Linked DNA regions of Mus musculus: regions 1, 2, 3 and 5 are each linked to region 4. A link is a contact called in public Hi-C and promoter capture Hi-C data. All regions are on one chromosome and are shown on one strand. The core of a region is the stretch at or near the end of the contact, and the rest is flanking DNA. Distances in the headings are between cores, read along the strand shown.

Evidence for each region. Promoter capture Hi-C pulls out the DNA fragments that hold promoters and counts their contacts. A called contact is a pair of places that touch in the nucleus more often than the background predicts.
Region 1: a contact with region 4 is called in a Hi-C map of muscle stem cells, with 7 times the contacts expected there. The contact joins the promoter of Dhfr here to the promoter of Jmy in region 4. A contact is called at or near these places in 5 of 39 promoter capture datasets (erythroid cells, hippocampal neurons, liver and 1 more), 2 of 484 Hi-C or Micro-C datasets (CD8 T cells and muscle stem cells), 4 of 115 datasets of contacts at active chromatin or transcription factors (the 230-238 cell line, embryonic stem cells, large pre-B cells and 1 more) and 1 of 9 other capture datasets (liver).
Region 2: a promoter capture Hi-C map of pre-B cells shows a contact between it and region 4, with 4 times the contacts expected there. The contact joins the promoter of Zcchc9 here to the promoter of Jmy in region 4. A contact is called at or near these places in 1 of 39 promoter capture datasets (pre-B cells), 2 of 115 datasets of contacts at active chromatin or transcription factors (the 230-238 cell line and differentiating embryonic stem cells) and 1 of 9 other capture datasets (liver).
Region 3: a promoter capture Hi-C map of stem cell-derived epiblast-like cells shows a contact between it and region 4, with 3 times the contacts expected there. The contact joins the promoter of Ankrd34b here to the promoter of Jmy in region 4. A contact is called at or near these places in 3 of 39 promoter capture datasets (the C10 cell line, pre-B cells and stem cell-derived epiblast-like cells).
Region 5: a promoter capture Hi-C map of liver shows a contact between it and region 4, with 3 times the contacts expected there. The contact joins the promoter of Wdr41 here to the promoter of Jmy in region 4. A contact is called at or near these places in 1 of 39 promoter capture datasets (liver) and 1 of 484 Hi-C or Micro-C datasets (muscle stem cells).

What each region holds. Positions count from the first base shown.
Region 1 is chr13:92,353,422-92,358,336 of GRCm38.p6, forward strand. It overlaps Dhfr (dihydrofolate reductase), which reads left to right and starts at 1,362. Exons shown (of 6, transcript NM_010049.3): 1 at 1,362-1,923; 2 at 2,229-2,278; 3 at 4,506-4,611. The coding sequence starts at 1,838. It overlaps Msh3 (mutS homolog 3), which reads right to left and starts at 1,582. Exons shown (of 24, transcript NM_010829.2): 1 at 1,342-1,582. The coding sequence starts at 1,479. It also overlaps the pseudogene Gm19308.
Region 2 is chr13:91,804,408-91,809,207 of GRCm38.p6, forward strand. It overlaps Zcchc9 (zinc finger, CCHC domain containing 9), which reads right to left and starts at 3,289. Exons shown (of 6, transcript NM_145453.2): 1 at 3,203-3,289; 2 at 1,344-1,753. The coding sequence starts at 1,727.
Region 3 is chr13:92,424,442-92,429,200 of GRCm38.p6, forward strand. It overlaps Ankrd34b (ankyrin repeat domain 34B), which reads left to right and starts at 1,528. Exons shown (of 5, transcript NM_175455.4): 1 at 1,528-1,760; 2 at 2,635-2,779; 3 at 4,329-4,411.
Region 4 is chr13:93,496,479-93,501,408 of GRCm38.p6, forward strand. It overlaps Jmy (junction-mediating and regulatory protein), which reads right to left and starts at 3,330. Exons shown (of 11, transcript NM_021310.3): 1 at 1,824-3,330. The coding sequence starts at 2,828.
Region 5 is chr13:94,974,284-94,979,192 of GRCm38.p6, forward strand. Wdr41 (WD repeat domain 41) reads left to right here and starts at 2,061. Exons shown (of 14, transcript NM_172590.3): 1 at 2,061-2,306; 2 at 4,187-4,302. The coding sequence starts at 2,256. It overlaps Gm41024 (a long non-coding RNA gene), which reads left to right and starts at 4,314. Exons shown (of 2, transcript XR_873814.1): 1 at 4,314-4,909.

The DNA of each region.
Region 1 (4,915 bases), core at 112-2,611, 1.1 Mb before region 4:
GAATGATAGTAAGTTCCTGCCTGCCACTCTACTTTTTACTCTGAAAAGGCTGTTGGGGGTGACTGTTTTTGCCATCAGAGACAGAAACTGGCAGGAACAGTCTCTCATTACCTCACATTCTACTAAAATTATGTGGAATTCTCTACTTTCCTACTCATATGTTAAATAAAATACTTCTACAAGATCAATTTTAAAAAATCTATTTTCAAAATGCAAAATTATAGAAGGAAGAGGAGTAATAAACGACCAATGTATTTCCTGTTTCAAAGCTTCCATTCACTATTAAAAGATGTCCTGAGACTATCTGTTGGCAGATAATCTATGAAAAACTTAAAACTTTTGCCTAATATCCTCTCAGTGGTGAGTGCAAAATGAATCTTAGTGAATGTACAGAAATAAAAAAAAAGCCTTAAAAAGAGAGAGTAGAGCATTAGTCAGTATTGGAAAGAAATATAAATGAAATGGGTTAAGATTCTTAAACTGATTTGCAACTGCAGTAAAATACAGGAGATGCCCGTTACAATCACCTTCTACATCTTCAGTCTGGGAAATGACCGAGGCCTTAACTCACCCTGAACAAGTGTGACACATTGCCAGCTAGTGTGGGAAACATCCTTGGGCCTGTGTTTGTGGCAGTATCACGATGGGGTTTTGGTTTTGTTTCTCTTTGCTTTGCTTTGAACTATCTGATGGGCTGCAAGCAACAGGAAGTAGCCAACTATAAGCATGTACAGAAACTTCATCCATCTAAATGCTTACACTGGAAATCTGTACAGTAAAACGATATTCTGGCACGGGGATCAGAAAGACAGAGCACATGGTTTTGAATTCTGAGAAACTAGCCTTAATGACAGCTTTCTTCTAGTCAGCCAAGCAAGCATATGTAAATAAAGCTCCTCTTCAACCATCAATACAGTAGGGAAAATGTAAAGGAAAGAATGAAGAACAGAGGTTAAAAAACGCATCCTGGGCCGGCCGGCCAGTCCTCGCCATTCACCACGATAGAAGTTTCTGGCTCGGGTTCCGGCTACCGACTGGAAGCACCAAGACCTCAAATCTATTACCGCTGGTCGGGTAAAAAAGTCAACTAAAACAAGGACCAGAAGAAGCCGCCACCTTAAGCCTTCCCTGGCCCCGCCCCTTAGCCCTACCCACCATTAATAAGCTCTCCATAAGGCCTCCGCTTCCGGCCACGACGGCTACGCACCCGCCCCACCCTGACCCCGCCCCTAGCGGTCCGGCCCCACCCCGCCCTCTAGCTCCGCCCCGTCCCAGACAGAACCCGCCCGGGACGGCCTTCGCCTAGGTGGACGCTAGGGGCGCCGCGGAGCCGTACTTTACCTTCTCTGCTGGCTCCGTGGAGGACGCGCTGGATCTTAGGCTTCCCGCAGACCTGAAGAACCGGCTTAGAACCGTTTGCCTCCCCGGGCCTGGGCCGGCGGCAGTAGAGCCTCCCGACGCGGATTTCCCGCGGGGCATTGCAGTGTGCAGAAGAGCCGGCCTGCTAGGAGCGCGAGCGCGCGGCCGCACTTTCTCGCGCCTGCGCGCGCGCACGCCTCAACCTGTGCGGGACCGGCCTTGGGGGCGGAGCCTTAGCTACACAAATAGAATGCGCGGCGGGCCTTGGTGGGGGCGGGGCCTTAGCTGCACAAATAGGATGCGCGGCGGGCCTTGGTAGGGGCGGAGCCTTAGCTGCACAAATAGGATGCGCGGCGGGCCTTGGTGGGGGCGGGGCCTAAGCTGCGCAAGTGGTACACAGCTCAGGGCTGCGATTTCGCGCCAAACTTGACGGCAATCCTAGCGTGAAGGCTGGTAGGATTTTATCCCCGCTGCCATCATGGTTCGACCATTGAACTGCATCGTCGCCGTGTCCCAAAATATGGGGATTGGCAAGAACGGAGACCTACCCTGGCCTCCGCTCAGGTATTGGCCGGGCTGGGCTCGGGAAACTGAGGCGGTTCACTGAGTAGGGTCATGCACTTGGCTTGGACGCGCGGGACGGGCGTGAGCGGTAGGCCTACCGGCCTCAGCCAGAGACCAAGCTACCGGTTCCCGCGGTGATCCCCCTGCTGTGCCAGCCTTTGCTCACAGGCTCCCTGGCCGGGAGCAAAGTCCTGTCCTTGAGCGGGCAGCAACACCACCCCCCACACCCACACCGGACTTGCACCTTTCGTCGCTGAATGGAGCCTGAGCATACATGACGGGTTAACTGTTTCTCTAACTTTCAGGAACGAGTTCAAGTACTTCCAAAGAATGACCACAACCTCTTCAGTGGAAGGTAATGTAGAGTAATTAAGTCATGAGAATTATGTTTGCTTGAAGCAAGATTTACATGGTAGAGGTATGAGTAGAAAGTCTCCCCTGGGAATCTGGGATCTCTGTTTCTTGCTAGAAATTTTTGTGCGATTCCCAGATTTTATTAAACATCCTCTTAGAATACTCTATGTTTGAAATTTTGTTAGCAAGTGCATATAGCTCGAATATAACTGGGCAGAATCGGCAGCAAAATTTAGCACTTTGAATAGAGACCTGAGCCGGTATTTAGAATTGTTACTGAAAGACAGAAGACTTGAGTAAATGGAGAAAAATGCAGGGGAGAAGAGGCTAAAAATAATTTAAATCTGTTGGCTTTAGGAAGACACGGTGGGATGAAGGCTGTGGTCTTCAGTGAGGCAGTCTGGGTGACTGACTTTAAAAGAATGGGGAGTGGTGTGCAATAATTATAAGGCAGTTTCCCATTACTTGTGATTGTAAGGACATTCGCTGTAATTCTTCCTAACAGACATGTTTGCTTATTGCTTATCATTGTAGGAGAGGAGGGCAGAGCTGATGGGAAAAAGAAGTCAGCAGTGTAGATGTTGAACATTAGTAGAGAACATAGTAGGTCACTGTGTAGACAGGTTGACAAATGCCATCTTGGGGGCGTGGCACAAAACATGCACACAAGCCACCTATTCATGTTCTCTACTGAGTAGCCTGGCGTTGGGATTAATGAGTCTGATGGCCAGCTGTGCTGCTCTTTCTACGATGACTCCTCAGTTCTTAGAGGGCACACTGTGAGCAATCTCAGCACAGCAAGATTTGTTACACATCAGCTGCACCTCCAGCTCCTTGCCATTGTGGACCAGAAAGTTCTAGAGCCGCTAGGCAGCATGTGCTTGGCTTTCTTGTTGTTCCTGTAACCAATGTTGGTCATCAGGATCTGGCCCTTGAATCTTCTCTGTACCCCGCTGTCAGTGCCTCTGGGTTTCCAGTTTCCCTTAATTTTCACGTATCAGTCTGACTGGTGTCTGATGAACTTCTTGGTCCTCTTTTTGATGATCTTGGGCTTCACCAGAGGCCGGCGAACAGCCATGATGCAGCAAAACAGATGGCAGCCACCTTGTAGGCAGTGCCAAAGAAGAGCTGCAGATGCCATCTTAACACAGTCTACTCTGAGTTCAAATCCTACTACCCGAATAAAAAGCTGGACACAGTGGCACATTTGTAATACCAGCATTAGGGAGGCACAGACAGAAAGATCTCTGGGGCTTGCTCTGTAGCCAATTTGTGGGCTCCAGGTTCAGTGAGAAAACTTGTCTCAAGAAGATAGATAAAGACACCCAGTCACACTGCCTGGCCTGTGCATATGGGTTACACAAAAATATAAAAGCTTTATATTTTTACCCAGTTTATGTTGGTTGTATCCATTTACCTTCTCACTCCCCCTGAGTCCCCTTCTCCTTCCCTAAGTCATGTTCTACTTGTTATTAATAACCCTGTGTGTGGCCATTGACTAGGATGTGAGCAATCTACAATCAGTCCAGACCAGAAGATGGGCTCTCCATCTCCCAGCAGCCATCAACACCAATACCTACTGGAGGGGCCTCAGGAACCCTCCTCCATACTTGAATTTTGCCTGGCTTGATCTTGTGCAGGAGCCAGATGAGAACTGATGCATACATATGTGAGCCCTGTCGTGGCCGAAAGTCAGCCTTTCACAGCTCTCTTCCCCTTCTACCAACTCTTACATGTTTTCTGCCCCTGTCTTCTGCAAAGGTCCCTGACCTCTGAATATAGATAGGTAGAGATGATCTTAAATATACATAGAGATAGGTATTATTTCTCTGGGATAGATGAATCAGAGACAAGTAGTTTAAGATGGTGAACACATTCAATCTCAAGAATTCCAGGATTAGAACCTGTTCTCCACTTTAGACACTAATAAAGCATGTAAGGATATCAAGTGAATTACAAAATCCAGTCAACCTGAGCCCTGTGGACTGAAATTATGCATGGTTGCAATGGATTAAAACCTAAGTAAAAGATATGAACTGCATGAGCCAAACTGAAAAATTGAACTATATTTAGTTAATGAGAACTAAATCTGAATTTTAGGTAAAGCTGTTTGTCTTAATTTTTCTAAAGGATGCCCACTAGATGTCACTATGACAATCGTCTTGCCTATGTATGTCACTGACAATATATGTGTATTTTCTGATAATCTTTTCTGCTTGGTATTATAGGTAAACAGAATCTGGTGATTATGGGTAGGAAAACCTGGTTCTCCATTCCTGAGAAGAATCGACCTTTAAAGGACAGAATTAATATAGTTCTCAGTAGAGAACTCAAGTAAGTGTTATAACATGAGCTCATTACAAGAAAAGTGATCTGTTTCCCAGGGCACAAATCAGTACATAACAGGATAAGGCAGAATGAACACCTGTGTGTGTGTGTGCGTGTGTGTGTGCGTGCACGAGTATGTAGGCAGGTACGCATGCATGTATCCATGCAAACAAACCTGAATGTTGCTCTTCTGTGTCCTTCCTGAGGGTCTGTCCACCTTGTTTTGTTGAGATGGGGTCTCTCGCTGGGGTCTGTATTCACCTATTAGTCTGGGTTAACTGACCAGTAAGTAAGATCCAGGAATCCTGTC
Region 2 (4,800 bases), core at 2,039-4,538, 1.7 Mb before region 4:
ATTGATTCCGGGATGTGCCAGTAGCATAGCAAAGGATGCAGATACTTATTCACGATGGTGACATTCACTACGGTGACAATGAGGGACTTCGTTGGCTACAGGAGCATCTGGTTATTCAGAGCATCACCCAGACTGCATGACGTCCAAAAAATAGGTCTCTTCTGAGAACTCTGGAGGTCAGGTGTGGTGGCACATGCCTGCAACTCCAGTACATGGGAGGCACGGGCAAGAGGTCCCCTTAAGTCTGAGGCCACCCTGGTCTACCTAGTTAGTTCCAGATCAGCCAGAGCTACATAACAAGACCCCATCTCAAAACAAACAAAACATTCCAACCAAACAACCAACTAACCAACTAACCAACCAACCAACCAACCAACCAACCAAAAAAACCCCTGACTCTAGCAATCTACTTCACATTTAGGTGGAAAATGGTCAAAAGCACAAAGACTTTAAATGTTTAAACATCAATTAAATAATTGTTCACACGCTAATTTGTATTTTGACCACATATACCTATTTTCAAAAAATTACAACCACAATGAAAAACATGGAATTAGGTCTGGACAGTGCTGGTATTAAGAGCACTGAGTGATATTCCAGACGACCTAGGTTCAATTCTCAGCACCCACAAAAGGTAGTGGGGGCTCACAACTCTCTGTAACTTCAATTTCAGGGGAACCAATGGAATTGGACTCTTTAGGTCTCCTGGGCACCAGGCACACAGGCTGGATATACCCAAACATAAAATAAAAATTTATATTACCCAGTGTGGATACCTGGCCTCTCCCAACCTGGGAAGTTTCCTGCCTTAGCTTCTAAAACCTATCATCGTGAAACACATTTCTTGAAGATTCCATAGCTTTCATGTAGAAAGAATTACAGGGACCTGGCCTCTTTCTTGTGAACAAATATTTTATACATAATAACAAAAGAGCATCCAAGTAATGGGAAGTACCTTTAACTTGGGACATCTAGAGGGTTTTCCACAGCTATTTAAAAAGGTATTACCATAACACAGTGGTAGGGCAAACATAGGTTTTGAATTCAGTTTGACTGCCACCTCTAGCATGGATCACATGGCTTTCATCAGTTACTTAACCTGGATACACTTCTACTGTGCTTTCTGCCTGTAATATGGGAATACTATCATGTGTGTAATATTGTTATGACAACTAACCAGTGTACTGTGTGTGTGTGTGTGTGTATAGTAAGAAAGCACAAGCCTTTAAAAGTGGCACTAGGACTGCAGCAATTGGGCTCTGTTTAAACATGTATTGTGTGACCAGATGAGTAACACTTTCTAGTTGCACAAAGAAGGTAGCAACATACAGTCATGAGCGCACCATTGCATTCTTCTTTGCCGCCTGTCTCTTTAGCCGCCTTCCTTCCCGTCGACTGTCCTTCTTTAAGGCCACGGCAATTTCTTCCCTCACTTCCTGGCTGTCAGCTGCTATCAGCTGTCCATTGTGAAGTACCTGTGAGTTCTGCTTCAGGTACTCCATGAAGCCGTTCACGTCTTCATTCAAGTACTCTTTTTTCTTTTTGTTCTTTTTGCGTTTTGCTTGAGGTGAGTCATTTCTAAGGGGCAGCCTACTGCTTTGACACTGCTTACGATTTGGAAGGCTTTGGTCTGCTCTCTCCACAGACCCCTTCTTCATGTCCTCCCATGATGTTGCTGACAGGGGTCGCTTACTATTTGAAGTAGTAACTCTAGCCCACCTGGTCATGGTTGGATCAGAGGTACTCCACTAATCTGTAAGATAAGAGCAAGTAGCAATTAATTAATTATAAATTGAAGATATACAGAAGTCATTACTTATCAAATATACTCACATTTTAAACTTTAAACCATTAAAACTCTTCATTTAGGTAGGGGTACAGACACATGGTATGCTGTGTAGACATTTTTCTACAGTATTTTGGCATTGAACAGAGAGGTTCTACTTCAGTTGAAGAAAACAACATATGCTTAGTTAAAACTAGAAAATATTTTGCCAGCAAATGATTTTTAAGTTAGAAATCATATGTAAATACTGTAAATGGTCCTCTTAAACCCTGCCGTCGTCCTGGCCATTTCTTTTCCTACCTTTAAACCAGTCTGCCTTCTCCCAATCTGCTTGCTTAGTTTGCCATTTCAATGCAACTACTTGCAAAGCACATTAGTAAACATACACAAGTCTTGTCCTTTCGTCTGTCTTTCCCCTGTAGATGTATAAAGGCAGTCTATAAAGTGTCTGTAGTCACATGGCAGTCTTCTCTTATTTAATGAGGGTGACTGCCATTTGCAGTCTAATGGTTTTAAGTCATTTTCTTTTTTTTTTTTTTTTTCGGTTTTTCGAGACTGGGTTTCTCTGCGTAGCCCTGGCTGTCCTGGAACTCACTTTGTAGACCAGGCTGGCCTCGAACTCAGAAATCCGTCTGCCTCTGCCTCCCAGAGTGCTGGGATTAAAGGCATGCGTCACCACGCCCGGCTTTAAGTCATTTTCAATGAACCCATTTTAGTGATCCAAATTGTAAAATAAACTTCACATTAAGAAATCTTGTTTGTTTACCTTTAATAAATGCATAATTAGAGATTTTCATTTAGAATGCAGATGTAAGCAGTTTTAAAAGGAGTGTATTTTAAGACGAATTATTTGGCTCCAACATAAAATTGAGTATTTTACTTTGCATACTACCTAGCAATTCTGAGAACAGTTTCTTTTTCTTCTTTAATGAATGAATACACCAGACACAATCAAAGGATTATTTCAACTACCGAGTTGCCACTTTCAGGGCAGCATCCAGTGTGCCAGGCAACTTAAAGCCTTGGCACCAGGAGTCTGCAACATGCTTTCAGGGCCGGTGAGTGACGCTGTATGCCACTTTACAGTGCACCGGTCCCCCGTCACCAAGAGGGCGGATCCTCCTCCCGCACACCCGGAATGTGAGACTCTGGGTGTCTGGAGGGTGACACGGGACAGCCGGACAGCCCTGGTGCCCCCGCACGCGCGGCATCGCTTCTCCATGCCCGCCCCAGCACTGCGACCCGCGGGCACCCTAGCAGGCCTGCGGGGCCCGCTCCCAGCAACGGAGCCGGCGATCCGACAAGCTAGCTCCCGGGCTCTGCCCTCGCGATCTCCCGCAGGAGTCCGGCCCCAGTCGGCCAAGGTAGCACAGAGGCGCCCACGCCTTAACCGGTGGTACCCGCGTAGCTCCTTACCGGGTCTGAATCCTCCAGAGCAGCTGAGACAACGAACCAGAGAAGCCCGGCCCCGGATGAGATCGCGGCCATAGAGACCGGAAGTGCACCGTCTCCACGCGTCACTTCCGGCAGGCCAAGCAAGGGAAGCGTGAGGTGTTTGTGGGTCTTAAACTGGGGAAGGTGGCTGGCTTGTGCCAGTTTGTGGGTCGTGTAGTGTTTGTTTGTAAGGGCGCTGCACTGGAGTCCCCGGACACAAAGATAATGAGCGCCCAGTCTGTGCGGTCCCAGAATGTGCAGTCTAGATGACGGAAGGACTCTTGGGAGGAAGGTCTTCCTTACACGGTCCTTTGAATTGGACAATATATTTCAATGAATTTGAAATAGTAGCGAAATAGTGAGAGAGAGAGAGAGAGAGAGAGAGAGAGAGAGAGAGAGATAGACAGAGACAGAGACAGACAGAGACAGACAGAGAGAGGGGGGGGAGAGAGAGAGGGAGAGAGAGAGAGGGAGAGAGAGAGAGAGAGAGAGAGAGAGAGAGAGAGAGAGAGAGAGAGAGAGAGAGAGAGAGAGAAAGAGAGAGAGAGAGAGAGAAAGAGAGAGAGAGAGAGCCGAGGCTCCGCAGTGTCAGCGCACCAAGAGAGTCGCTGAGATGCAAGTCTGAAGAGACCTTCGGAGCACCTATTGCTTCTGAGTGGTACTTCATGATTGCCCTGCCTGGCGTTAATTCACAGTTGGTGGCCGGAGTTCATTTTTCAATAAAATTCTAGTCCTCCGTCCTATTAGTGCTCCCCCGCCCTCCCTCGCTCGGGAAGCCTCCCCCAGGTTTGTTCAGTGAGAAACGGCATGGACGTACACATTTAGTCCTCCATCAGGCTCTGTTTATTTTGCCTCTTAAATATTTGATCCACTGCCTCTTCTCGCCTTTTGTCTCTACTGACTGTCCCGTTCGTTCCTTGTCTCAGCTTTCACTGTGTTGGCCCGAATTTTTGCAGCTCATCTGGGCAGACGTTTTTGCCCAGATGTTTTACACAAGTGAACTTTTGAAAATATAAGTCAGAGCGCCAGATCCAATTGGTGTCTTCCAGACTAAACCCCTTCCATCTTTTCTCAATGTTGAGATGATATTCAAACTCTGGAAGAGCATTTGTTACAATCTCTGTCCTATTTAAGCTCTGTACGAAGGGGCCTTCTCCCATCTTCTTTTTGTTTAGCACCAGGATTTACATACGCTGTTCTGCTTACATAATACTCTGGTTTCTTTAATTATGTTCTGTTTCAAGTCTTCCAAGATTTTATTCTTATCTAAGCCTCTGAAACATCCTCTCCCAGGCCATGCTTTTTGATTCTTTTCACAGAGGATTGTATAATAAGTTTTACTGTATCCTGATTGCCTCTCACATAATTGATCCCCATTCCTTACTACATCCGTTAGCTGGATAAAGAGTTAAAATGGGCCCAGTTTTCCTTAAATGGAAAATCAGTGTCAGAAAAATATTGTGATTTGGTATAGTAAATGCCACAAATATCCCAGAAAGTTTAAAAATACAAAACAAAACAAAAACAAACAATCCTCTAGCTGTTGGGAAATGAACTGCTTAAAAGATGGGTGATGGGAG
Region 3 (4,759 bases), core at 278-2,777, 1.1 Mb before region 4:
GGAACATTAAAGCTGTTTGCACTTCTGACTTCCGTAACTATAATCAAGTAAATAAATTTGCACTGTGTTAAATGTGGTGATTGTCAATTATCAATGAGATTCGTTTGTGAGAGCAATCAATAAAGAACTTATAAAGTAGTGGTGAAAACTGGATAAACTTTGAGGTTTGGTAACATCCACAGAGGCTGAACACATGTTGATGTCATGAGTCACAGTTCCACTCTCAGGTGTACCCCACAAAACTGTGTCTACAGATAGGTGGGCAGGAGATGTCACCTGCTGTGTTCATAGCAGTGTCTGTGGACTTTCCCAAGCCTGAGAATAGCCCTAAATGTCTCCCAGAAGCAAAACAAATTGAGACACACAGACACAATGAACGAAAAGAAGGAGAAAAGCACAGTCATACATAACATATTGTCTGAAGTGTAACAACGAGGGTGTGTGTGTGTGGGGGGGGGGGACCCAGGCAGCGAGACATATTCCCAATGATGTTAGAAAACACACAAGCAACAAAACCGTTCTGTGCTGGCAGAGCCACCAGTCCTCCCAGGGTGCAGACATAAGGGGACCTTTGGGGTTGCTGGTAATACGTTCTGTTGTTGGCTTCAGTTTGTACACAAATCATTAGACTTGTGGTCCACACCTTTTAATATGCATGCTGTGTATATACTAATAAAACTGTTAAAAAGAGATGGAGAAAAGACCCATGCCTTCATAAAAGTTTGCTCTCTCCTTTCTGGGACTCCCCAAAGGTGTGTGAACAAAGGGTGACCCACCCCAGGTAGTCCACCTTCTTAGAGCCTGCTTCTGGTGCAACATGTCCTGAGAATATGTGACAAATGTTTATAAGGAACCATTTCACAGGAATTTTATTTAAGCAGAGGAAGTCTGCCAAAGGGTCTATTATCTTCCCCTTTGGGGATGGAAAAACTACAGACTAGCTTGATTTTAGGCAAGTATGTTGCCCAGGCTGGCCTTGAATTCTCACCTCCTTCAATACATATGAAAAGCTGAAACTATCTCGTTTACATAATTTCCTTTTTTCTTCATGTCTCTGTGGAGTTTAATACCTCAAATTTATTTTGCGAAATTTTGTTAGCTATTCCATTAAGCCTTAATTAGAGTATAATGAAATTATAAATTCATAAAATAAAAACAAAACGGTTGCTCCTACAAACGTTCAGTTCTTTAGTGAGGCTCTGGCTTTACCTGAAGTGGGGGAAGGAACCTGTGAAGGCTGAATCTCAGACCAACGAGATGGCTATGGGATGGAAGGGAACGTGGACGCAGACCCGGACCAAGGGCACGGGGACTAGTGGGGAGGGGCGTCATCTTTCTTGGGCTACCTGGGCTCTGCCCATTCGCTCTCCCACCAGTCGCAGCTGTCAAAGCTCAGTGGCCTGGAGTGGAGACGGGGCGGGGCTTAGGAGCGGAGGCGGAGCCTCGGAGAGCATCTTCTGGCCCCGGGGCCCGGACTGGCCCGCCGCCCCCACCTGCAGCGCGGCGGAGCGCGGGCGCGTCACTCCCAGCGGAAGCGCCAGCCCCGCGTCTGGCGAGGTGCGCGCCTCGCCGCTCCCGCTCCAGCGCTTCGTGGCCCGCCTGTGTCTGCAGGGCAGGGGCGGGGGCCCGGTGACACGGACAGGGGACTGAGATCGCAGTCGCCGCCGAATCGTCGACAGTCACCCAGCTCGGACGGAGCGTCCGAGCAGGAGCCGATCAGGAAGGTGAAGGACCACTGCCGAGCCGACAGCGCGTCCCAGGTCAGTCCGCCCGCTGCACTTGGGGAAACTTTGGGATGCGGTGACAGCTGCGAGACTGAGGCACCGAGGGTCGCGAGGCCGTGTGGCCGCGGTGCGCCCCGCGAACAGGCACCTGCCGCACATTTGACACCGCAGCTGCCAGTGTGGGGACGGAGACCCTGCTACCGCGGACCACTACGGGCCACCGAGGGCCAGCGGGCTTCAGGGGCCTCCCGGGAGACTCCGGCTCGCCCGCGCCCCGCCGCGCGCCTCCGGGTTCCCGCAAGTCCCCAGCTCCGGTTGGCGGCTCGCGCTCGGACCCCGCGGGTCTGCGGATTCCGCCGCCTTCGGGCCTCGCGACGCGGGAGGAGCGGCCCGGGGCCCAGGGCTGCGGGGTGGGAGCCCCGTGGCGGGAGCGGCGCGCACTCGGCCAGTGGAGCGCGCGGGTCGCGGGGTCCGGCAGGAGCGCGTGGCCGCAGGTGCCCGTGGCCGCTGGGCAGCGGAGGTACGGAGCGCGGGCTGGGGCCGCGGAGCCGATTGCAACCTCGGGCTGCAGGAACCGGGGTCGCCGGGTAGGCAGTCCGGTCCCTGCGGCTCCCGGGTGCGCACATCCTTGGCACCGGGCATCCAGACCCCTTCAGCGGAGAGCGGGCTGAGGAACGGCGCCAGCCCGGGCGGAGGACCAGTGCTGCCTGCTCTCTGGCACGCCATCTCCCCAGCGAGGGCCGAGTGCTAGGCTACGCGGGGACCACTGCCCAGGGCCTCCCGGCACAAGCCTTTTTCTTGGGCAGCTGCCTGCCCTGGCTTGGAGTGGAGGCGACGAAATGAGCACCCCGCCCCCATCCGCGCCCCAGCGCTGTCGCCCCAGTCACCTTCCTTTGCCCTTCTCCGACAGCACCTTGGACTTGCTCTCTCCTGAACTGGGGAAAATCTGAGGAAACCAGGCACGGACCTTGGAGACACGCCGCCTGCACACTCAACAGTCTGGAAATCCAGCCACCTTGGTACCTCGCCGCTTCCCAGACACTTTGGAGGAGCAGGTTTGCAATTTCTACCCCCATCCTCATCCCCTCCCCCGTCTCTGTCTCTGCTGAGGGAGGGAATCTTCTGAAGAGAAGATGGGATCTAGGCACCCATAACCTAGCCCCAGGAGGAGCTCATGGGAGCCAGCCTAGCTTTGTAGCTATGTGAGGGAAACAGCACACCTTATAAACTAACTCCTTCCCGTGGGCAGTTCCTGAATATTTCTTAGAAGACTGGAGACCCAAGAAAGCTGACTTTTCCTGGGCAGTCAGTGCATCTTTTATTTGGCTCCGACTCTCTGCTTGCTGGGAACAGACACATTTTGCTTATGACCTCTGGCTGGCCTCATTCCAGTTGCTGTCTGGCTTTGGACTGCTTGCCCATCAGGACAGTGATTTTGAAGAGCTGACTGGGAAGAGAAAGCTGCAAGCCTCAAGTTCTGGTTGGCTCCTGCTCAGGGTTGTAGTCTTCCGTGGGACCCGTGGGCTCCCTATTCCTCTGGACTGTGGCAGCAACTCTGCCCTTCACCTCTGCAAGGAAATTAATTTTCAAACAACTTGGGGATGATGGTGGAGGCACCCCTGTGTGAGCAGATGCAGGGCTTGGAAGCAACCAGGAAACAAACAGGAGTAAGAAATCCTTTTTAAAGGCTTACATGATTCTGGGACTAAGAAAAGATGGAGATGCCATTGGTGTGTAAAACCTGACATCTCCCTGTTAGGTCCCACCAGTCCAGGGGACTCACATAAGCAGGACCTGTATTGGGTGATGCATATTTGGAACCTAGTACTTAATGAATTCCTAAGCAGTAAATGCCTCCCGATTTTTAAACTCACAATCATCTACAGTAATGTAGCTATTGCCTCCCCTCCCACCCCACCCCCACTTAGGAACAATACACTCCCAAACCTGGTAACTCTGGAAGAGCCCAGGTTCCCCAACTCATTTCACACCAGGGCAGGAACTAGGATAAGAGAAAGGACTGTTCTGAGCTTTAGAGTCATATACCCACTTTATGGCTCCACAGCCAGACAACTGTTTTATAAGAGAGAACACAAAGGAAAATCTCTCTCCTGTCCTAATGAATAGAAAGCTGGGGACGGTGGGAGGACAAAGGCAATAGGAGGAATCAGCTCCAAGATGGCTTTCCAAGCATGTCAGACATATAGCACGACCATGCTGGGTACCACACTAATCAGGTACCCCAACTGGGCCCTGCCGTGGGATGTCCATCATCTAACAGGCAGGGAGATACCGTACTCCAGACAGGCAGAAAGAAGGAATGACCTTGGGAGAGTCCAATCACCTTTCCTACTCTCTGTACAAAATATGGATTGAAGCAGATGAGCACCGAGGGGTGGGCCTGCCTGCAAACAGACTAGGTTGCTGTGCGTGGGATCCATTCCAGACTCATTTACAAACTCAGAGTCGGTGAAATGTGATAAACCGAACACTGTAGGGATTTCTAAACAAGGAATTAAAACACTCAACTTCAAATGGGAGAGATGCAGGCAACAAATCGTCCGTGTTTATGTGCCTCTGAATAGCTCTGATTTCTTTTGGTAGGAGCTGACAGCTGGCTGACAGAAACCTCATCCAAAGAGAGAAGAGACTAAACCCAAGTATGAAATTAGGGATGATGTTTTCAGGTAACTTTCTATTTCCATTCAGAGTGGGTGTCTGGAAGGGTGAGTGTAGGTATGGTTTGCTCCATTTGTCAACAGATATTTTTCCCCCAAGGGCCCCTGAGTCTAAGGTGCCATACTTTGACTGTTTTCTAGTTTCCTGGTGGCAGAATAGAGAGCTGGGAATCCCAGCTCCAGCCTGCAAACTCCCCCTCTGTCCACACTATCTGATGCTTCTAGTATCTCTGATCTTTCTGAGCAATTTGTTCATATGGCCAGTCTTTGGGGTTTTGCCCAAGAAACTGGTTGTCAATTACATAGGGTGGGGGCAGCATCGGGAAGTCCAGATGATCTGCCCATGGATTTTTCAAC
Region 4 (4,930 bases), core at 2,080-4,579:
CGGGTTTTTTTTTCCTCTGCTAAACAGAATAAAATAGGTATGTGGTGGCTCCCACCTCTAATACTAGCACTAAAGAGGCTGAGCAGTAGAATCTGGAGTTTGGGGCCAACTTATGCTACCTATTAGTTTCCAAGCCACTCTGGCTACAGAATGAGACCTTAATTTAATTTTTAAATTTCATTTTAAAAAACACCTCAAAGAGAATAAAACATCTAGTTAATACATTTTTAACTAAGAAAATGTGTTTTAGAAAAAAACTAACCCTCAAAACTGAGTCCTAGAAAATTAACTTTTTGGAAGCTCATTTTTAATAAAAGATAACCACCTTTTATTATGTATCAAATAAGGTTAAAGCACACATTTTAAAATTAGAGATAAAGAGTTTCTAGTTTGGAAAACACTAGCTATCATTTCCAGTCTGAGAAAGGAGCACACACACCATTGGTTAATAAAACACTACTTCAAAAAGCTTAAGAGAAATGCAGGGTAATATGAACACTAGAAAGAATGTCTTATTTGTCACCTCTTTCCAAAAAGATTATCAAAGTCTCCAGGAAGTGAGCTAGTAAAGGGAGAAATGAAAACAGGTTCCTGAACTCTAGGAAGCTCCACATGATGCCTACCATCCAGTAACCCAGAGAAGTGTAGTCCTTCAAGACAGCTTGTGACTAGGTGCTTCTGGCTGTCCTGGAACTCCCTATTCACACCAGGCTGGCCTTGAACACACAAAGATCCACATGCCCGAGTGCTGGGATTAAAGATGTGAGCTAGAGTGAAGAGTCTTGATAGAGGAAGTTGTAAATGTATGCATAGTGTATGGTGTAAGTGAGAAATAATAGTCTAGCAAAGTCAAACACCAAATATTCTAGTAAGAAACTAAGAACATTCCAGGTTCCTGGCCTAATATCAGTTAAATATACATACAAATGACAGCAATTCAGGAATAAAAACTCCATGAAACAGAGCTTCTCTCCATCCCAAGTTCAAGCACAAAATACTGTGACATTAAAACAAATTGCTTTGAAAAATTGTATATTGCCCATTAGAAGTCACCTTATTAAATTACACTTTTTAGTACATTTCTACAGAAGAGGCATGACTATAAACACACACTGAAGAGCTCACTACGTATAGCCTTTATTTCCTGTTATTTAAAGACTCAAGAAGTATGTTAAAGTGTTCACACTACATATAAAAGCTCAAAGCATTCCTGCCCTTGACCTACCTTCTCCCTAAAACAGGAGTGAAACTTGAGCCATCTGTAAAGACTTCATAGTCTAAAATCTTACTTATGTCAATTCTCATTTGGTCAAGTCAACACACTTTTTAAAAAATAAATTTAGGGCTGGGTGTAGTTCAGTGGTACACTTTGAGCACCGCAAAACGCTGAAAAGTAAAATTTCATACTTACCTATGTTGCCAGAGCACACAAGGCAAACAAAAGCAGATCAACTTTGATCGGTAAGACAACAATTTTCAGTACATAAACATGACACCCTGAAAGAAGAGCTAATGTCTGGGCAAGCTACTTTAGGGGGAGAGTAACATTCATTTAGTTTAAGATTACAGAATACCTGTTTTTCTAAATGCTTTTATCTCTACCTGTATTTTTAGTAAACTGGGTACTTTTTGGAGGGGTAAAAAAACTCAAAACTTCCCAAAGATCCATCGCTGAGATAAGTAAAGAAAGCCGATCAGGAGCCCTCCTGTTCTTCCTTTTCCCGCGGCTAGAAAAGAAGACACTTCGCAGACCCCAAACCCAGGCTCCAACACTTGGCAGTGAGACGTGAAAACTAGGACCGCTGCTCGGACTCCGCACTCACCTCCTGGATGCGCCTCCTGGCCCGCTGAAGCACCTCTTCATAGCCCTTCTGCCGCAGCTCGCTGAGGCTTTCGTAATACTCCTCCGGATCATCCGTCTCGGTGAAAAGAACCTGAGAAAGGATCTTCCAGCCACACGTGTCCAGGCCGTGGCCCAGGTATACCTGGAGTTGGTAACATAGAGCGTCGATCTCCTGCTCGGTCATCTCGGGGGCGCCCCCAAACAGCACCGTCCACATGCCTGACGGCTCTTCGGGGAACACCGGCAGACACGGCTCCAGCTGGGAGTTTACCGAGCACAGCTGCTGATGCACGGCTCGCAGATCCTGGAAGGAGAAAAGCCCGGCCCAGCTGCATTCTTCGGCCGGAGACTCCAGCTCCGCGGCAGACGGCGGCTGCTCCGAGTCCGGGAGCGGCTGTGGCGCCTCGTCCTCCCTCACCATTTCCAGGACCTCGATCTCCTCGGAGACCGCCCCGGAGGCACTCACCACCCGCACCGACGACACCGGGGGCACCGGGGGCGCCGGCGGGGCTGGCGTGGCACTGGCGGTCGCATCTCGGGATTCGGCGCTTCTGCGGAGCGGGCTGGCCTTAGCCCGCGCGGGGCTACGGAGAGGACTCTCCGGTCCTCTGCCCGCGGGACCCCGAGGAGGATCCCCCTTCAGGCTGCGCGCGCTGCGCGGAGAGCCGCCCTCGGCCCAGGCCTGGCTTTTCCGTGGCCCGGGACTCCGGAGCGCTGCTGTAGCAGAGGCAGCGGCCTCTGACCGACCCCTGGCCGCGGGGCTGCCCGGACCGCGACTCCCATCAGACGCGGGCGTCCCCGCCTGTTCCCGGGAACCGCTCCTCTGTCTCTGGGCCGTCCGGTTGTGACAGGTTATAGCAAACTTGCCTTCGATCTCGTTCCAGGCCACAATGAACACAAACTTGTGCTTCTCGCGCTCGTCGAATACGTGGGGCCGCACCGCCACCCAGTCGGACTCGAGTGTCTCCTCCAGCGCGAACGACATGGTAGCTCCGGTGCCCGGCGAGGGGGGTCGCCCGCCCGGCCGAGTCTCCGCGGTGGCCGCGCCCCCAGCTCACCCTTGCGGGGCGCCTGCAGCCATCTTAGCGCGCCGGCCGCTCACCCACCGGCTCCTTTGTGGTGCGGCTCTCAGAAGAGACAATACGCGGCCCGGAGCAGGTAGTTCACATGGTCACGTGCGGCCGGATCTGTTTACAAGCCGCTCGCTGCCGCAGCGCAGGGCCCTGGGCCGCCGGACCGGCCTGCGCGGAGCCGCGGGGCTGCGTGCTGAGGCGCGCGTCCGCCGCTCGCCCGCCGGGGCCTACCTCCCCGCCGCCCCTCTGCCCCCGGCCAACAGCGCCCAGCCAGCCAGAACCAGAACCAGAAAGCAGACTCCTAAAGCGCTAGTCTCAGCGTCGCCACAATGTTGCCATTCGGCTGTGACGTCTGCGGCTCCACGAGGGACGTAAACACGGGCACGTGCGGCACGCTGCTGACGCGGCGGCGGCAGCAGCGGCAACGGGAGCGGCGGCGCGCGTCCCGCCCGCCCGGCGGCGCCCCGCCCCCCTCCGCGTCCCTCCAGCCGCGCCTGCGCGCCGCCGCGTTCCTGGCCCCAGCCCTGCCCCCTTTTTCCCGGCCCGGAGTCTGTGGCTGCGGGATGACGCTTTTCTGCAAGATGAGAGACTGGTGTGCCCGGCCGCACAGGTTGCTTTGAACCCCCGGCAAGAGGAGCAAAGGCAGAGGGACTCTGAGACTTTGTTCAAGGACCTTGATGTAGCCCTCCTTCACCCTAAGTGAATCTGGATCGCCAACTGTGTTCAGACGCGTCCTAAACAGTCCGGGAACTCTGCCTTGCTTTACAAGGCTAAGCCAAAGGGTTCCATTCTCCCCTGACATCCTTCAGACACAATTTAAGTTAGACATGTATGCAAAACAACTCAGGAGAATACGAAAACAGTAGGAAAATTCAGTCACGTCCTAAAGAGCGTGAACATTTGTCTCAATTTATCCTTCTTTTATTGCTTCGGCTTTCCTCGTTGTGTACTGTTCTGAGAATCTCTTTGGGCAGTCACTGCACTAAAGTTTTGACATTGTATTCAGTTATCAGAGTTCCCAGAAAGCACAAACAAAAAGTTTTTATCAGCCTGGCAAGGCAGTGCATAACTATAATCCCAACACTTGGTGAGTAGAGGCAACCAGATATGGTAATTCAAGGCCAGCAGGGGCTACAAAAGACCTTGTTTCAAAAACCAGCCAGAAAAATCCAATTATTCATACTAAATTGTGTTGAAACATTCCTAATATTGTCTAGTAGGTTTATAATCCACTTTATATTATTGGCGTCATCTTTCCTGTCAGTGTCTAAGGCATCAAGCAGGCACTAATGTATAATAGGAATTAGTTCTTTTACTTTAAGCCACATTTCTAAAACGTGTGAAAATCATCTGAGTCACCCTCACGTTGTCAGCTACACACAGTTTTGTATTGGCCTGACATCTAAATTGATAGTCAAAAGTTTTAGACCTATCTCTTGGCTGAACTTTTTTTTTTGTTTTGGTTTTGGTTTTTTGGAGACAGGGTTTCTCTGTGTAGCCCTGGCTGTCCTGGAACTCACTTTGTAGACCAGGCTGGCCTCGGACTAAGATATCTGCCTGTCTCTGCCTCCCAAGTGCTGGGATTAAAGGCGTGTGCCACCACCGCCTTGCTGAACATTTTAAACTTTAAACATCTGCTTTGAAACCCATGCCTACTCTTGGACCAAACACACACACACACACACACACAGCAAGATTCAGAAAAAGATAAAAATGACTTCAACCTTTTGGAATTCTTATAATGAGCTGCATATTTTCAAAGCTTGTACATATGTGTCAGCTCTTCCGTGCAAATCAAAAGCACCTTTGAAAACGCTGGGAGAGACCCAAGTATGGTGGCCCACTCCTTTATTCCACAACTCAGTAGGGAGAGACAGTCAGATCTCTGGGAGTTCATAGCCAGCTGGTCTACAGGGAGAGGGAGAGGGAAGAGGGAGGGAAGGGGAAGAGGAGGAAGAGGGGAAGGGAGAGGAGGGAAGGAGAGGGAGAGGAGGGGGAGGGGAGGAGAGGAGAG
Region 5 (4,909 bases), core at 811-3,310, 1.5 Mb after region 4:
AATACATTTGTAATTTACAATGTTAGAACAGTAATTCTCAGGTCTTGCTACTCCAATGAACGCACTCCAAACTTTGATTTCTTTTTTTTTTTAATTAGGTATTTATTTCATTTACATTTCCAATGCTATCCCAAAAGTCCCCCACATGCTCCCCCATCCACTCCCCCACCCACCCACTCCCACTTCTTGGCCCTGGCCTTCCCCTGTACTGAGACAGATAAAGTTTGCACGACCAATGGGCCTCTCTTTCCACTGATGGCCGACTAGGCCATCTTCTGCTACATATGCAGCTAGAGACAGGAGCTCTGGGGGGTACTGGGTAGTTCATATTGTTGATCAACCTATAGGGTTGCAGATCCCTTTAGCTCCTTGGTTACTTTCTCTAGCTCCTCCATTGGGGGCCCTGTGCTCCATCCAATAGCTGACCCTGAGCATCCACTTCTGTGTTTGCTAGGCCCTGGCATAGTCACACAAGAGACAGCTCTATCTGGGTCCTTTCAGCAAAATCTTGCTAGTGTATGAAATGGTGTCAGCGTTTGGAGGCTGATTTTGGGATGGATCCCTGGATATGGCAGTCTCTAGATGGTCCATCCTTTCGTCTCAGCTCCAAACTGTGTCTCTGTAACTCCTTCCATGGGTATTTTGTTCCCAATTCTAAGAAGGGGCAAAGTGTCCACACTTTGGTCTTCATTGTTCTTGAGTTTCATGTGTTTTGCAAATTGTAACTTATATCTTGGGTATTCTAAGTTTCTAGGCTAAGATCCACTTATCAGTGAGTACATATCATTTGAGTTCTTTTGTGATTGAGTTACTTCACTCAGGATAATGCCCTCCAGATCCATCCATTTGCCTAGGAATTTCATAAATTCATTCTTTTTAATAGCTGAGTAGTACTCCATTGTGTAAATGTACCACATTTTTTGTATCCATTCCTCTGTTGAGGGGCATCTGGGTTCTTTCCAGCTTCTGGCTATTATAAATAAGGCTGCTATGAACATAGTGGAGCATGTATCTTTCTTACTAGTTGGAACATCTTCTGGATATATGGCCAGGAGAGGTACTGTGGGATCCTCCGATAGTACCATGTCCAATTTTCTGAGGAACTGCCAGACTGATTTCCAGAGTGGTTGTACAAGCTTGCAATCCCACCAACAATGGAGGAGTGTTCCTCTTTCTCCACATCCTCACCAGCATCTGCTGTCACCTGATCTTAGCCATTCTGACTGTTGAGAGGTGGAATCTCAGGGTTGTTTTGATTTGCATTTCCCTGATGATTAAGGATGTTGAACATTTTTTTCAGGTGCTTCTCAGCCATTCGGTATTCCTCAGATGAGAATTCTTTGTTTAGCTTTGAGCCCCATTTTTAATGGGGTTATTTGATTTTCTGGAGTCTACCTTCTTGGGTTTTTTATATATATATTGGATATTAGTCCCCTCAAACTTTGATTTCTATGTGCCAACTAGAGATTGCTTTTCCTAGTCTACATTTTCAAAAGTGTCCAGGTAATTTTTGATACGAAGCCAGGTTGTATAACCAGTCGTGTAACTATTAAGAAAATTTAGAGGCTGACATAGAATGTTTGGAGCTAGAAATGTCGCTCCATGTTTCAGCAGCACAGCCAGGGAACGGATTCCTTCGCTTTATACTTCCTGCTTTGGAAGACAGTCCAGGCAATGTGTAAGAACCGGTTTTGAAGTTTACCGAGCAAGTCTTAATTCCATCATGGCCACCTGCTGGCTTTTATCTTTAGACACATTACTTAATCTTTAAGCGGGTCAGTTTCTTGGTCTGTAAAAAGGGAGGCGTTAGGGTTTGGTACAGTCCTTATTCTGTGGCACACAATGTTGGCTGCTTGGTGTACAAGAACGCCACTAGATTCGTCCAGGAGCAGAAGTCTACTGCAGGCACACCCTCTCCATCTGGCTGTTGGGAAACCAGGAGACTTGCTAGTGTGTTTAAGGGGCGCCGTAGCTACACAGGATTTAGACAAGCGCTGGTCCTGCGGCGACATGGCCGCAGCGCACGCCCACTAGGGGGCGCCCGAGCGACCTGAGCTCTTGCGCCAACCGCGCGGCGCCCACGCGCGTGCTCACTGGGGACGCGGAACCTCCGCCTCCGCCGTCGCGGCCTTCAGTGCGGGCGCCCCAACGAGACTTCTGTTTTCCCGCTGCCTCGCCCCAGGCTCACTCGGCCGCAGCCCCAGCACCTGCGCCGCGGCGGCCCTCGCTCCGTGGGCCGCGGACGCCCCGGCCCGATGCTGCGCTGGCTGATCGGAGGAGGCCGCGAGCCGCAGGGCCTAGCCGAGGTAATGCGCGGGGGCCCGGGGGCGGGGCCGGGGCGGGGCCTGCGGCGAGCGCCGGAAGCGGCTGCTCAGGGCCACCTGGCCTCTGCTAAGAAACTGGGACTTAACTACAAACCAGCAGGAGTGACTGCCACTCTTGATTTATTTGAACCGATAAGTCTTCTCAGCCGGGACTCGAATTTGCTTAAGGAACGTAAATTTAACTAGTTGCTTTCCGAGAAGCTAAGTGAGAAAATGATTTCTGTTTATTTAGTACATGTATGGTCTCATCGTCACATTGAAAAAATAATTTTGTCACCTTAAAAATGTTGACATCTGAAATTTACTTCATGTGCCACACAACAATTTGTGTTACACTTCCTTCCTTATAGGAAGCATTTTACAGTTTGGATTATTGCAAACTTGGCAGTTTTAACTTCCTCATAGCTTTGACATTGACACGTGATTTTTTTAAATCACTTATTTTATATAATTTGAAGTCCTTAGGGTTATGGAAGAATTGTGGATTATTGAATGGACACATAACATATATTTGACTATTTGCTTATTTAGTGAATACACTATTTTATTCAGTTCTGTCATACCTGGTAAAACTCTCACATAATTGAGTGACAGCTAGAAAAGAGACCAGATAAATGCAAAACCATCACCATGGGATAGCATGCTGGATCTTACGTTTTCTTTTCCACACAAAAGTACTTCAATTGTGTAACTGCCTTGAATATGTACACTATAAGAGCTGGTGATTTTTCCTAATGAATGAGAGAACATTACTTATGAATTACAGTCAGCCTTCCAGTCTAAGTGATTCTCAGTCCTGGGGTAATCTTGTCCCCAGAGGATAGTACAGTGTCTACTGTTGGCCATGGGTAGGTGTGATGGGGGCACTGTGTATAGAAGAAGGATGCTGCTGTCTATCCTAACACCCAGGAGAGGTCTCAGGAACAGAAACTTAACGTAGTCCAAACTCGCTTGTCAGACTTAAGAAACCTTGGTTAAGAACAAAGCTTCTTATGGTGAAATTGTACTGAATTTGCCTCCAGAAAGGGGGCCAATTGAGACTTCCCCTGTAGAGTTAAGTTACGAGGTGTGTGTCGTTAGCACAGGCTGCTGTGCTGCCTTCTGGAGGACTCTGCATGCAGGACCTGTCCCCCAGTCTTGTCGCCCAGAGGACACATGAGTCTGCTTTCACTACTACATTTAATCATTAAAGCAGACATCTGAGTGCTTGCAGTGGGCTGCGTTTGTCTGTATTTGATTCATTTAGTCTGCAGCTTTGTTTCTAACAAAGCGTGTGTGTGTGTGTGTTTATGTGTGTTTATGCGTGTGTTTCTGTGTGGGAGTGCACATGTTGAATGTTTGAGTGTATGCATCTGTGTTTGCATATGTCTGTCTGAAAGCATTGTGTTTGCATGTGTGTAAGTATGCGTGTATGTGTGAGAGAGTATGTGAATGTGTGTGAGAGAGAATGTACATGATAGCTTGTAGGGGTCAGTTCCTTTCCTTCCATCATGAGGGTCCCCGGGACGGAGCTCAGGTCATCAGACTTAGTGACAAGTGCCTTTACCTGCTGAGCTAGCTCCTTGGTCCTAACAAACTTTGATTGAGAAACAACAGTTGAGTTGATTGGCCCAGTAGTTTTAAAGTCGGGTTTATTGAGACTCAACAAAATAAAGTTTACTCTTTACAAGTTTATTGTGGTTTGAAAACACCAAAGGTTTTGATAAGAGAAATACTTCCATGTAGAACTGGTATGTATTAGCATTAGAACATAATATCTTGTGGCTTCTAAAAGCTTTTGTTCTTGCATGGATACTGTGCAGTTAAAATCATTTTATGCTTATGTTTTGTGTTTTGTGGGTTTTTTTTTTTTTCATTACAAGAAAGCTGCTTTGCAGACAATAGGAGAGGACCAAGGTCAGAACCCCTATACTGAACTGCTGGTACTGGAGGCTCATCGCGACATTGTCCGCTTCCTGGTGAGGCTCGATGACTTCAGGTAAGAGGCTTACTCTGCCCAGTGGTCAATGCTGACAAAGACGATTTAGAGCATTTTATGTTTAAAACAACTTCAAACTTAAATTATCTTTTGTAAAAACTTTCAGAATCCTGAAATATAACCAACTGAAAATTGTAGCATTTAATATTCAGTTGGAATGGACTTTGAACCCTGATGGTAACATGTTTAAATCCTTTGAAATCCATGTCACCTTGTCAGAGTCTGGTTGTCTTGACAATTACATTTGTTTGCTTTTTTTTTTCTTTGATGTTTTGGAAAAAATTGTCATGAGGTTTTAGAAATATTCTTACTACCTTAGAAGAAGCAAATGACTTTAAGATTGAGTTGTAGCTGTCAAATCTGAGAATCAAATATGTATGGAGTTTAATTTAATATTAGATACCCGCTAGAATATGCTGTTTTGAGTAGAAAGTAAAGTAAGGCTTTAATCTGAATTTCTGTCGTTGATATACCTCTTTAAAGCTTACATATTATTCTCCGGTACCTGGCTAGCATGTGTGCGAGCAGGGACAAAGGTGGTGAGGTCTGAGGGCACTTAGCTTATCCCTAGGCAGATTAGCTGCTGTCACAGCACTGATGGTGTGAC